Linked DNA regions of Ovis aries: region 2 is linked to region 1. Evidence: chromatin contacts called from public Hi-C data. All regions are on one chromosome and are shown on one strand. Each heading gives the region's core, a stretch centred on a gene start, on an enhancer-like site or on the middle of the called end of the contact. The rest is flanking DNA. Distances are from core to core; before and after follow the strand shown.

What was found. A called contact is a pair of places that touch in the nucleus more often than the background predicts.
Region 2: a Hi-C map of liver shows a contact between it and region 1, with 5 times the contacts expected there. The contact joins two enhancer-like sites. A contact is called at or near these places in 13 of 16 Hi-C or Micro-C datasets (blood, hypothalamus, liver and 7 more).

Annotation. Positions count from the first base shown.
Region 1 is chr23:57,959,089-57,964,531 of ARS-UI_Ramb_v3.0, reverse strand. It overlaps ALPK2 (alpha kinase 2), which reads left to right. Exons shown (of 13, transcript XM_027960856.2): 9 at 1-41; 10 at 1,599-1,687. Among named protein-coding and RNA genes, the nearest start is that of ALPK2, 110 kb to the left of the region's middle. Within about 2 kb of position 2,136, at least 2 of the 54 cell types and tissues checked have an H3K27ac peak or open chromatin away from gene starts, as enhancers often do. A contact at or near this core is called in liver, where this site is marked.
Region 2 is chr23:58,173,640-58,179,082 of ARS-UI_Ramb_v3.0, reverse strand. No RefSeq gene overlaps it. Among named protein-coding and RNA genes, the nearest start is that of MALT1, 68 kb to the right of the region's middle. Within about 2 kb of position 3,007, at least 26 of the 54 cell types and tissues checked have an H3K27ac peak or open chromatin away from gene starts, as enhancers often do. A contact at or near this core is called in liver, where this site is marked.

The DNA.
Region 1 (5,443 bases), core at 887-3,386:
ACGACGAACTCATCCAGAGGAACTACAGGCTCGCCGCGCAGGTGGGTCCGCCCGTCCTGAGGGTGCCGCTCGAGGCGGTGACGGACCCAGATAACCCGAGACGAAAGTCCCACTCAGAACTTGATGCGAGCGTTGCCAGAAGGGTGTCTTTCTCCGAGGTTACTAGACCAAGGCCAAATGCTAGAAATCAAAACCTTGGTCTTGGACCCGCGAATTCTTGGCCCCGTGCCAGCCAGTTGGGACTTGCCTGTGTCTGGAGGTGTCTCGCCAGTTTCTACCTGGGCTGGGATCACTTCCAGGAAGGTTTCCTAGGAAGCCCCATCAAATCCCCGGGGTCTTGAATCTACCTGGACACAGAATTGTACGGGGAGTGGGGTGTCTAAGGTACCTTAGATGCCAGGATTCCCAAAGGACGCCTAAAGTGACCCCATAGATGGCAGCCCGCCAGGCTCCTCTGTCCATGGAATTCTCCAGGTAAGAATACTGGAGCGACATTTGCCATTTCCTTCTCCAGGAAAGGACAGCCAAAGTCAAGGGTAATTTCTGGAGGCTTCTGGTTGGTTTTAGGGAAGAGGAAGGGGGCTGGGGTACAGTCCAGAAGGTCAGCGTTTGTCCTGGTTCCTGCCTTCCTGAGTCATGTTCAGTATCCGCCCATAAGCTATGGAGAAGATGGAGCTGAGACTAAGTTCCTTCCTGTGTTGGTGCGTGATGGTACCCTTGAGGCAAGAGGGGAGCGGGAGGGGAACACGGGCTTCTTCCCTGCATCACCCCCACCCAGTCCGTGAATTTCACTCAATGCCAGGGCTGGCCGAGCTTTCAGGAGAGCTGGGTGTAGCTCTTTCACAAACCAGGGGTCCTTAAGTTTTTTAACCCATAAAATGAATAGGCCAGACTCGGGTCTCTTGGGTGCGCTCAAACATCATCCATCCATGGTTATCTCAGACATGGCGATGGTCCTGTGGGCCTGGTGCTTGTGAAGACAGCCGTTTCCTCTGAGCACAAGATTTTGCCACACACATCCTTTCTCCTCCGAATCTTTCCTCCTCAGTTTGCTTTCAGGGAGTATTCCTTCCATCTCAAGTACCGTCTGGTCCAGTCATGGAAAATCCCCCAGCATCCAGATGCCACTTAGAAAAGCCCTACAGAGTAGGAAAGCAGGATCCCGTTTGCTTTTCCTAAGCCAACAATCTTGGCAAGGTGTTCATTACTTACAGCTTGTTATACCTTTAAAAAAAAAGAACCTTGAGAGAACTCATGGGAAACCCAACCATCCCCACCCACGCTTCATCTGAAACCCTGTCTGGGGACCAGTCCCCTTAGCTCAAGGTGAACTTCAGCCACGCGGGTCCTAGAAATGTCATAGTTCAGGGACACCTCGCCTGGAGACCATGTGGTCGTCACCTGCACGGCTCCTTCAGGCCTCAGAGCTCCTGCAGCTACCAACTGTGGGCTACATTCATTATTGCTTCTGTGCCCCCAACCACCGGATGGGATTGCAAATCCATTGAGTCGACCTCATTGGGAAATCTGAGTCTCACTGGGCAGCGCTCTGACTTTCTTCTCACCCCTGGGGTTTCCTGTGTGTTTGGGTGATCTAGGAATGCTACGTGCAGAACACCGCCAGACACTATGCCCAGATCTATGCCGCGGAAGCCCAGCCTCTGGAAGGCTTCGGGGAAGTGCCTGAGTAAGTGTTTCCCCCTTGGGTTGGCCCAGCTCTGACTTGGGGACGTGGGCGGGCTGGAGGGATGAGAGGCTGGGCAGAAACAGGGAGCGTTCCAGTGGGTCTGTAAGCTCCAAGAGGGCACATGTGGCTGCCACCCTGCTCTTCATGGGGTCCCCAGAGGCTTATAGAAAAAATCGAGAAATATTAAAGTGTATGGATATATGGAATAATTCAATAAACATGTATACCATGTTAAATAGGAAAAGTATCTACTCACGGGTATTATGTTGTCTAAAGCATAAACAGAACAGGAGATTGTGAAAAACTTAGTCCTATGATACAAGAAATAAAGACAGCGGTGAGTGCGTCAGGGAAAAACAAATTGGATAATCAGGGCCGTAGGAGCGTAGTCCCTGCTCCATGGAGCGCTACACGGGGGTGCAGTGTTTACCCACTGAGGTCAGTTACACTGACAAGTATCTGTTGGCCCATGTGCACGCTGGAGTGTCTGGAGCTCGTGTTTACCGATCTCTTATCTGGCTGAAACCACACGTGGGAAGAGAAGGGGCTGTGCCAGTGCCCATTGGAAACTGCAAACGGAGCAGCCGTTTACACATCAGTGCAAATGGGGAAGAGGGGAAAGCAGGAAGGGCCTGTTTCTTATGCGCGTCATCTCTGTGAACTTGCAAAATGGAAGAGAAATCGCCTTCCTGAGCAGGTGTGTCGGGCACACCCCATACAGAGTCTCATGCCTGCTGCTCTTCAAGGTCTGCCTGTGTCCTCGGTGCACGCCTGCTGAGTCACTTCCGTCGTATCCGGACCCTTTGAGACCCCGTGGACGGTAGCCCTTCAGGCTCCTCTGTCCATGGGATTCTCCAGGCAAGAATACTGGAGTGGGTTGCCATGCCCTCCTCCAGAGGATCTTCCCAACCCAGGGACTGAACCCGTGTCTCTTACGTCTCCTGCACTGGCGGGTTCTTTACCACTAGTGCCACCTGGGAAGCAATTCTCAGTAACTTCAAGAAAAATGAACATACTGCAAAGAAAACCACTTTCAGTTGCTTTTCTGTTCAGTGCACTGAGGTAGTCTGGACTGGGCTGTCTGTAGAGCTCAGCCCGTTCTTCTCCAGCCCCTCTTGCTGCTCTGTTCTCTTTAGTTCCTGGTTGAGGAAGAGTCCACCCAGTAATCAGTCCACCAGGCGTGGCACCGAAGTGCCCTCCTGCAGGGACATACCCAAGCTTTGTGAGAACTGACTCATACAGGACTTGGGGGCTTCTCTAAGGAAAAGAACACAGTTATGAATATCAAGATACGGCCAGGGACTTGGAAAGGGTGAAGGACTCAGGCTTAATCGGCTTCCAGCAAATCTGACATTGCTCTGAAAATGGCTGTGCATATTTTGGAATCCCAATACCTTTCCTTATTGTGGGAGAGTTTGACCTCATTCATGGACAAGGGCAGGATATGGAGGGATAGTTCAGTTGCTCAGTCGTGTCTGACTCTTTGCAACCCCATGGACTGCAGCACACCAGGCCTCCCTGGCCATCACCAACTCCCGGAGTTTACCCAAACTCATGTCCATTGAGTCAGTGATGCCATCCAAGCATCTCATCCTCTGCCGTCCCCTTCTCCTCCTGCCCTCAATATTTCCCAGCATCAGGGTCTTTTCCAATGAGTCAGTTCTTCGCATCAGGTGGCCAAAGCACTGGAATTTCAGCTTCGGCATCAGTCCTTCCCCAAGCGTGGGATTGGCACTCAGCGTCTGTGGTGGAAGGGTTGCCCACGTGGTGTCTCAGGACTGTGTCCTGGTCTAGATCCTGCTCCTGAGAGAAGTGCTCTGCCATCTGAAATTGGGTGGGGAAGAGGGGGAGGTGCGCTTCTCCTGTGTGTGTGTTTTTTTTTTTTTTAAGGAAATACTCATAAATGGCAGAAAGGGGTAAAATGCACCTGCCAAAGGCCGAGTTGCCTGCAGGAGGCTTTCTTTGGAACATTATGTTTTGTGTCTTTAAAACTCACCCGAGTGTTGCATCCTTCTTCCCACTTTGCTGACATTTTCTCTACGATCTTTGACTCGACACCTGGGGGTAGCCTCCAGCTGGACTGTGGGAGAGGGCAGGTCGTGGGTGGAGCCCACGTGTCCTCGGTGCTCTGGGAGATCCTTCCAGCTCTGCTCTCACCACTGGGGAAGTAGCTCCCTGCAACCCTGTGCGAGTGCAGACCTGCCCAGGGACCCCTTCCTCATGAGAGACCGACCTGAAGTCTCACCTCACTGCGGGAGGACCTGCCCCGGGTCCCCAGGGAGGACCTGGCCGCCCGCATGACTCTTCCTAAGCTTGGCTTTGGTCACGGAGTCACACAGCATTGTTCTACATGCTTACCTGTAGAGATTCTGGCTGAAAACCCAGGGTTCTTCCGAGGCCTTCACCGTAGGGCTTGTGTGTGGTTTTACTAACACAGCTGACCCCAGCCTCCCGCCCGGTCACCATCATTGGTGCAGGGGACTGTCACACCATCACTCTTTAATTCTGTCACTTAGACCCTTCCAGAAGCCTCCTTTCTGAGCCTTTAAACGTCTTGATAGTTGTTAGGTGTAAGTCCCTAATGCAGGTTCCTGTTTACTTGTTTGACAATCTGTACTAAACATTCTTCATGTTAACAAACATCAAAAATTAGCATCTTACCTCTTAGGGTGGCCATCATAATTTCTGCTTTTAAGCCCTCGAAAACGGCATCTGTTGTGGTCAGACTTTAATGAGATGACCTCTCCTTGACTGTCAGGTCGTATCCTGTATCAGTCGTGACCAGGAGGGCTGCTCCGGGCCTCTGGTAGAAGCAGCCAGAGACGTTGCTAACATCCTATAATGCACAGGACAGTTGCCGCCCAAGAATTGCCTGGTCCCAGATGTCCGTGCCAAGACTCAAACTTTGTCCTGTATACATATTCTTTTCTCCCTCAGACACTGAGCGTTTACTATGAGCCAGACTTTGCTCCAAGCTAGGTGATGGGCTCTTAAAGGATAAAAAGAAAATGAAGCAGGTTCTTGCCCCTCACAGCCAGCAGTGTGAGGCATGTAGGACAAAGCCCACTGTGTCGAGTGCAAGGAGTTATGGGGACACGGAGGAGGGGAGGAGGGGGTCTGGAAAGGCTTCCAAGAGGAGGGTGTTGAAGAATGAGTCGGAGTCTTCCAGATGAAGGGCAAGGGTGGAGACTAGCAAGCAAAGGGGGCAGCATGTCCAAAGAGATGAAGAGCCGTGAAAGAAGGTTTCCAAGGAGATGGGAAAAGTTCAGCAGATCTAGCGTGCTGGGAGGCAGAAAAAAAGGGGGGCAGGGTAAGAGGTGGGAAGCCAGGAGGCCAGAATGCAGAGGACTTTAAATGCTCAGCTGATCAGCTTGGAACGTGTTCTCTTGGCTTCGGGGGTGAGGAGGAGGCAGGGGTTAACCAGGAGCTTTAGCAGGGCAAACGAGCCACAGAGCAGACATGTCATTAATTTTATCTTCAGAACAGTTTTAGGTTCACAGCAAAATTGAATGGAGGGGACAGATTTCCACACCCCATCACCTCGCCCGCCATCCACACCCCTCACCAGGTCGGAATGTCTGTCACAATGTATCTCCATTGATATAACATCACTGCAGGCCCACAGTGATATAACATCACTGTACATTAGGTTGTGCGTTCTGTGGGCTTGGACAACTGTCTACTGATGTGTTATATGGTACCATATAGAGTAGTTTCGTTGCCCTGAAAGTCCTCTGCATTGATGTGGCTCTTACA
Region 2 (5,443 bases), core at 1,758-4,257, 210 kb before region 1:
TCTGAGATGTTTTGGCAACTTTTTTTTTTTTTTTTTTTTGCATTACGGCGGAAATGGAGGGCATGTGTTGGAAAGAGGTGGTCTGGCTGGTGAGTGTGTGCGTGAATGCCCCTGTTAACGTTTTTTATGTGCGAATTTACCAATCCAGATTAAGGGCGATTGGAACTGGTGGTGGCTCTGACCTTGTTCAAAGATGGGAAACTCACCCTTCCCCAGGCATCTCAGCTCCCCTGAGCCAGAATTCCTGCAGTTCTCTCTTAGACACTGCACTTCAGCCCCCGGCAAGTCAGGCAAAGCTGAGGTCACTAGCCAGTTACCTGGAGCTGGTCTGAAGTGTCCAAATGCAGGCTCCACCATTTTTTTCCTCTGTGACCTTGAGCAAGTCCAGCAGTCCTGGGGGCTCCAGTTTCCTCCTCTGTAAATCGGACACAATACCTCCATCCATCACAAAAGCCTGAATGAGAAAAGCAGCTGGCATTGTGCCAGGCTCACAGGACCTGCCTAAATACTAGCTGTTCTTATTATTGGGGATTCAAGTTCTGTCTTGCTCGCTTTGGAGCTCATCAAAGGCCAAGGACCCTGAATGCATCTTATGGCTTAAAGTGTTCTGCCGTTTTAGTTGCCAAGTCGTGTCTGCGACCCCATGGACTATAGCCCGCCAGGCTCCTCTGTCCTGGGATTTTCCAGGCAAAAATATGGGACTGGGTTGCCATTTCCTTCTCCAGGGGATCTTCTCGATCCAGGGATCGAACCCTTGTCTTTTGCACTGACAGGCTGATTCTTTATCACTGAGCCACCAGGGAAGTCTAAAATGTTTTGGGGGGCACAATTATCATCACTTCCCATTGACATTCCATTTACATACTGTACAGATTATTTTCAGAGTGATATTTGAGAGGATTTTGAATAACTTGTGGGCTTCCCTTGTGGCTCAGCTGGTAAAGAATCTGCCTGCAATGTGGGAGACCTGGGTTGGGAAGATCCCCTGGAGAAGGAAATGGCTACCCACTCCAATATTCTGGCCTGGAGAATTCCATGGACTGCATAGTCCATGGGGTCGCAAAGAGTTGGACACAACTGAGCGACTTTCACTTTCTTTCACTTTGAATGACCTTTGGTCCTGTTTCTGAACGTGGGCAGGGATCGCTTTGGGGGTGCTCCCTATGACTCCCAGTTGAGTTGTAGGTTTTGTCCGGCTAGTGTCTGGGGAGGGCTGGGGGCAGATGAGACTGAAGTGGACAGGAAATCCCCACCCAGCCCCTTGAGGCAGAGGGGTCTGGAAAGTTTGTAGGTGCACCATAGCCTGAGAAACCTCTGGGTCGCACCTTGGAATTCCTCCTTTCTCAACAGAAGCAATCTCCAGGTCTTGGCCTTTTCTCTGAATTTCACCATAGCTGTGCCTTGGGTTCTGTCCATGAAAAATCACAAATCTAGAGTTGGGAGCATTCTGTGCACACTGGACAGTACTGAACAGTGCCCTTGAAATGGTTTAGATGAGAATACTCAGGGTTAGGTATATTTGATCCCAGTTATGTGAGTGCTAGGTGGCTTCAGGCATGTCTGGCTCTTTTTTGATCCCACGGACTGCAGCACCAGAGTCAAGAGGTGAGAGGTCAGGAGGGGCATGGCCACTGGCAAGGCCTCATTGTGGCTTGGCTGAGTGGCTGCGAACACCGCTGCTCCTCTGCTCCAGCAGCCCTTCCCAAGGCTCCGGCCTTCCCTGTGCTCTGGGCTGCAGCAGGAAGCAAGCTCCCAGGTTGTAAAAAACCCACGCAGAGTGAAGGACAAACGAGCCTGCGCTGCCCTCTGCTGGGCTCCCGGCGCATACCCACCACTGGAAGGACTGATGCTGGAGCTGAAGCTCCAACACTGGCCCCCTGATGGGAAGAGCTGACTTATTGGAAAAGACCCTGATGCTGGGAAAGATTGAGGGCAGGAGAAGGGGACAACAGAGGATGAGGTGGTTGGATGGCATCACCGACTCGATGGACATGAGTTTGAGCAAGCTTCGGGAGTTGGTGATGGACAGGGAGGCCTGGGGTGCTGCAGTCAATAGGGTCGCAGAGTCAGACACGACTGAGCGACTGAACTGAACTGAACTGAACTGAACCCACCCAGAACTCAACAAAACAAAGTAAGGCCTGGTCCAGAGAGCTGGGCAGGCCCCAGAGGACGGTGCAGACCCGGAGTCCTTAAAGGGGACCCCCAACCCTTTCAGGCCCGCTGGTCGCTGCTGCTCAGGCCCCAGAGTTTCTCACTGGGGTCCGATCCCTCCTCTGAGGGTGCAGCGGATGTCACCACCAGCGAGCCGCCCCGGCTCTCCCCTCCTGGCCGGAGCGTCAGCTGCTCCCCTGCCGGGGAGGGTTAGTCACTAAGTCTGTCCGACTCTTCGACCTCATAGGCTGTAGCCTGTCGGCCCGTTTGCTTCTCCAGGGGGATCTTCGCCACGAGCTGTTCGTGTGTTTTGGACCCGATTAGGTTGAAGTGAGCTGACAGGAGTTTGTGATCAGCGGAGGAAGGTTTGAGTTCATTTCTGTGTGACAAGGTCGAGGGGACCCCCGGGAGGTGCGTGGTTGGGCTACCAGGAACGGTCCTCCGTCCGGGAGGAGCGGGTCAAGGAAGCGAGAGGAAAGCTGGGTCATCACGGCGGAGCTGAACGTACGGAGAAGGGGGAGAGGACAGAGCGTGGGAGTGAGACACGGGATACAGAGCTGGCTGTGTTATTCAGGACGAGGGGAAAGAACGCATGGTTAAAAATCCTCTCTTAGAAATTTTTTGGGTCACGCCGTGCGGCTTGTGGGATCTCAGGTCCCCGACGAGGGGCTGAACCCAGGCCACGACGGCCAAGGCGCCAAATCCGAACCACTGGGCCACCAGGGACCTCCCTGGAGACAAGCTTCTGTTTTAAACGTTGAGATCCCCTCCGTTCTGCCGTTTCTCTAGAGACAGTGAGTGTCTGGGCCGGCGGGGGGCGCGCGTCCGCCTTGGGGCCAGGAGGGGGCGCCCGAGACTGACAGCAGCCGGGGAGCGGCGGCTCGGCCGGCTCCGCCCGCGCTGCTCCGGGTCCTTCCCAGGCCGCTCGGGGCTGGAGTCGGAGCTGCCATCCTGTGCGGGTTCCTAGAGCTGTCACAACCCATTTTCACCAGCTTGGCGTCATGAAACAACAGAAATTTATTGTCTTCCAGTTCTGGAGGCTAGAAATCCAAACTTCGTATCAACGGGCAGAAAGTGGGGTCTTGGCGGGGCTGTTCTCCCGGGGGAGAGTCTGGAGGGCACGCCTCCCCGTGCGTCTGCAGCGTGTAGGGCGCGCGCTCAGCTTGCGGCTGCGCCGCGCGTGCCCGCCTCCACCTCCACGCGGCCTCCACTGTGCCGTGTCTTCTTTCCCGCCCCTTACACGCACAGACACTTGCCACTGGGGTAGGGATCGCCCTCATCCAGGATCATCTCGGGTCCAGATCGTTTTTTTTTTTTTGCCTATTTTATTAAAAAAAATGTTTCGGCTGCACCGCGCGGCTTGCAGGATCTTAGTTCCCCACCAGGGATTGAGCACAAAGGATTGTGCTTTTCCTTAGCAGTGAAAGCACAGAGCCCTAATCCCTGGACCACCAGGGAACTCCCTCCAGATGCTTAGTTATATCTGCTAAGACAATATTTCCAAATAAGGTTGCAGTCACAGATTCTGGGGGATTAAGAGAGAGATTTGGCGGGGTGGGGCGGGGGAGGGGGCACTATTCAGCCCACTACACCTTTCTTTCTGCAGTTTAATAACCTGGTGGGTGACCTATGTTTTATTTTTACTATATGCCTGCTCATGCTTTTATTGGGTGACCTTATCTAATGCTTACTAATACCCCTGAGTATTCAATGGAAGGACTGATGCTGAGACTCCCAATACTCTGGCCACCTGATGTGAAGAACTGACTCACTGAAAAAGACCCTGATGCTGGGAAAGATTGAAGGCAGGACGAGAAGGGGACGGCAGAGGATGAGATGGTTGGATGGCATCACCGACTCAACGGACATGAGTTTGAGTAAACTCCAGGAGTTGGTGATGGACTGGGAGCCCTGGCGTGCTGCAGTCCATGGAGCTGCAAAGAGTCAGACATGACTGAACAACAAGAACAAGGAGCCCTGTGGCAGATGGTACTTAGGAGAAAAGTGAGGCTTAAGAGACGAGAGGGCTGCAGAGCTGGGCTTTGAACCCAGGGGAGCTGTCCTCTTGAGCCTAAGCCTTTTATTTTTATTTTTTTTAGGGCCTAAGCCTTTTAATTTCATGCTGCCTCTTGGTGGGATCATGTCTCTACCGGGAAGGCTGCTGTGGCTAGAAGCATCAGAGTGGCTAAGGAAATCTGCAGTTTTGTGGAGGAAAGTCGGACTGTATCTTCTCAGCTTGAGCCCTATAATCCCAGAGCAAGCTTTGTCACCAGCATCGTCACAGAGAGGATGCAGAACGCGCAGCATGGGGAGGACACCTCTGTCCTCCTGCAGAGCCGCCTGCCCCTCGCCAGGTGCCTGGCATCCTCAACTTCAGGCCTGTGGGCGCCGGTGTGGGAGCTGCCTCCGGGCAGGGGGCAGCCTGTTGGTGGGCAGCCACCGGCAGCATGCCCACAGTCACCAGCCCATGTGGGGGTGGCAACAGGTGCCGGGGCAGCTCAGTCCATGCCCAGGTGCCACGGGCAGAGGCTGAGGGTGGCGGGCTCCAAGGAGCAACCTTTCTGTTCTTCCCATGAGTGGCACCCGCAGGGTGCACCAGGCCCTGCACTAAGGAAGCTGGCCGAGCTCAGGGAGGGCTGGGGCAGCCAGGGCCTGATGGCTTCTCCCCTAGCTCCCGGCCGCTCACCCACAAGGGCAGCAGCGGCTCCAGGCAACCCTAGATGCAGACAGAGGGCACGTGGCAGACTTGTCTGGGGTCGACTGAGCCTGCTGGCGCCTGTACCTCAGGCTCGGGGTCTCTCTGAAGTCCTCCCCCTGGGCTGATTTAGGAATCGGGGACTCTGGAGACCCCTGGTCTTTCCACCTAGGCGCCCCGGGCATCTGAGGCTGGGCTCAGCGACGACCTCGGGAATGCTCGCATCCTCTGGACCAGATGTGAAACCTGGGAGCCTGGGGCCTGCAAGGGCCCTTCCGTCCCCTCACGGCCCTGCTGTCCTCCCTGGGGCTGCGGCTTTTGGGACAAGGTCTCAGGCTAACTGGGGCCCCGAGACTGCAGGCGCATGGTTGGAGAGCTAACTCCCAGGCAGGCGGCGCTGGCCGACCCTTCTGTTTTGGAAGCAAGCTGCCCATGGCCCAGCCGCAAAGAGGCCTCTGTCCACCCATCGGTCATCGGCAGGAGGCTGGCCATACAGCTCAGGTGGGCAGGACACCGTGACGTCCTTCTCCTTCCTCACTGCAGTCTTTGGGGACATCCGTCTCAGTTGGCAGATAAAGCAGTGCTGAGGTCTCA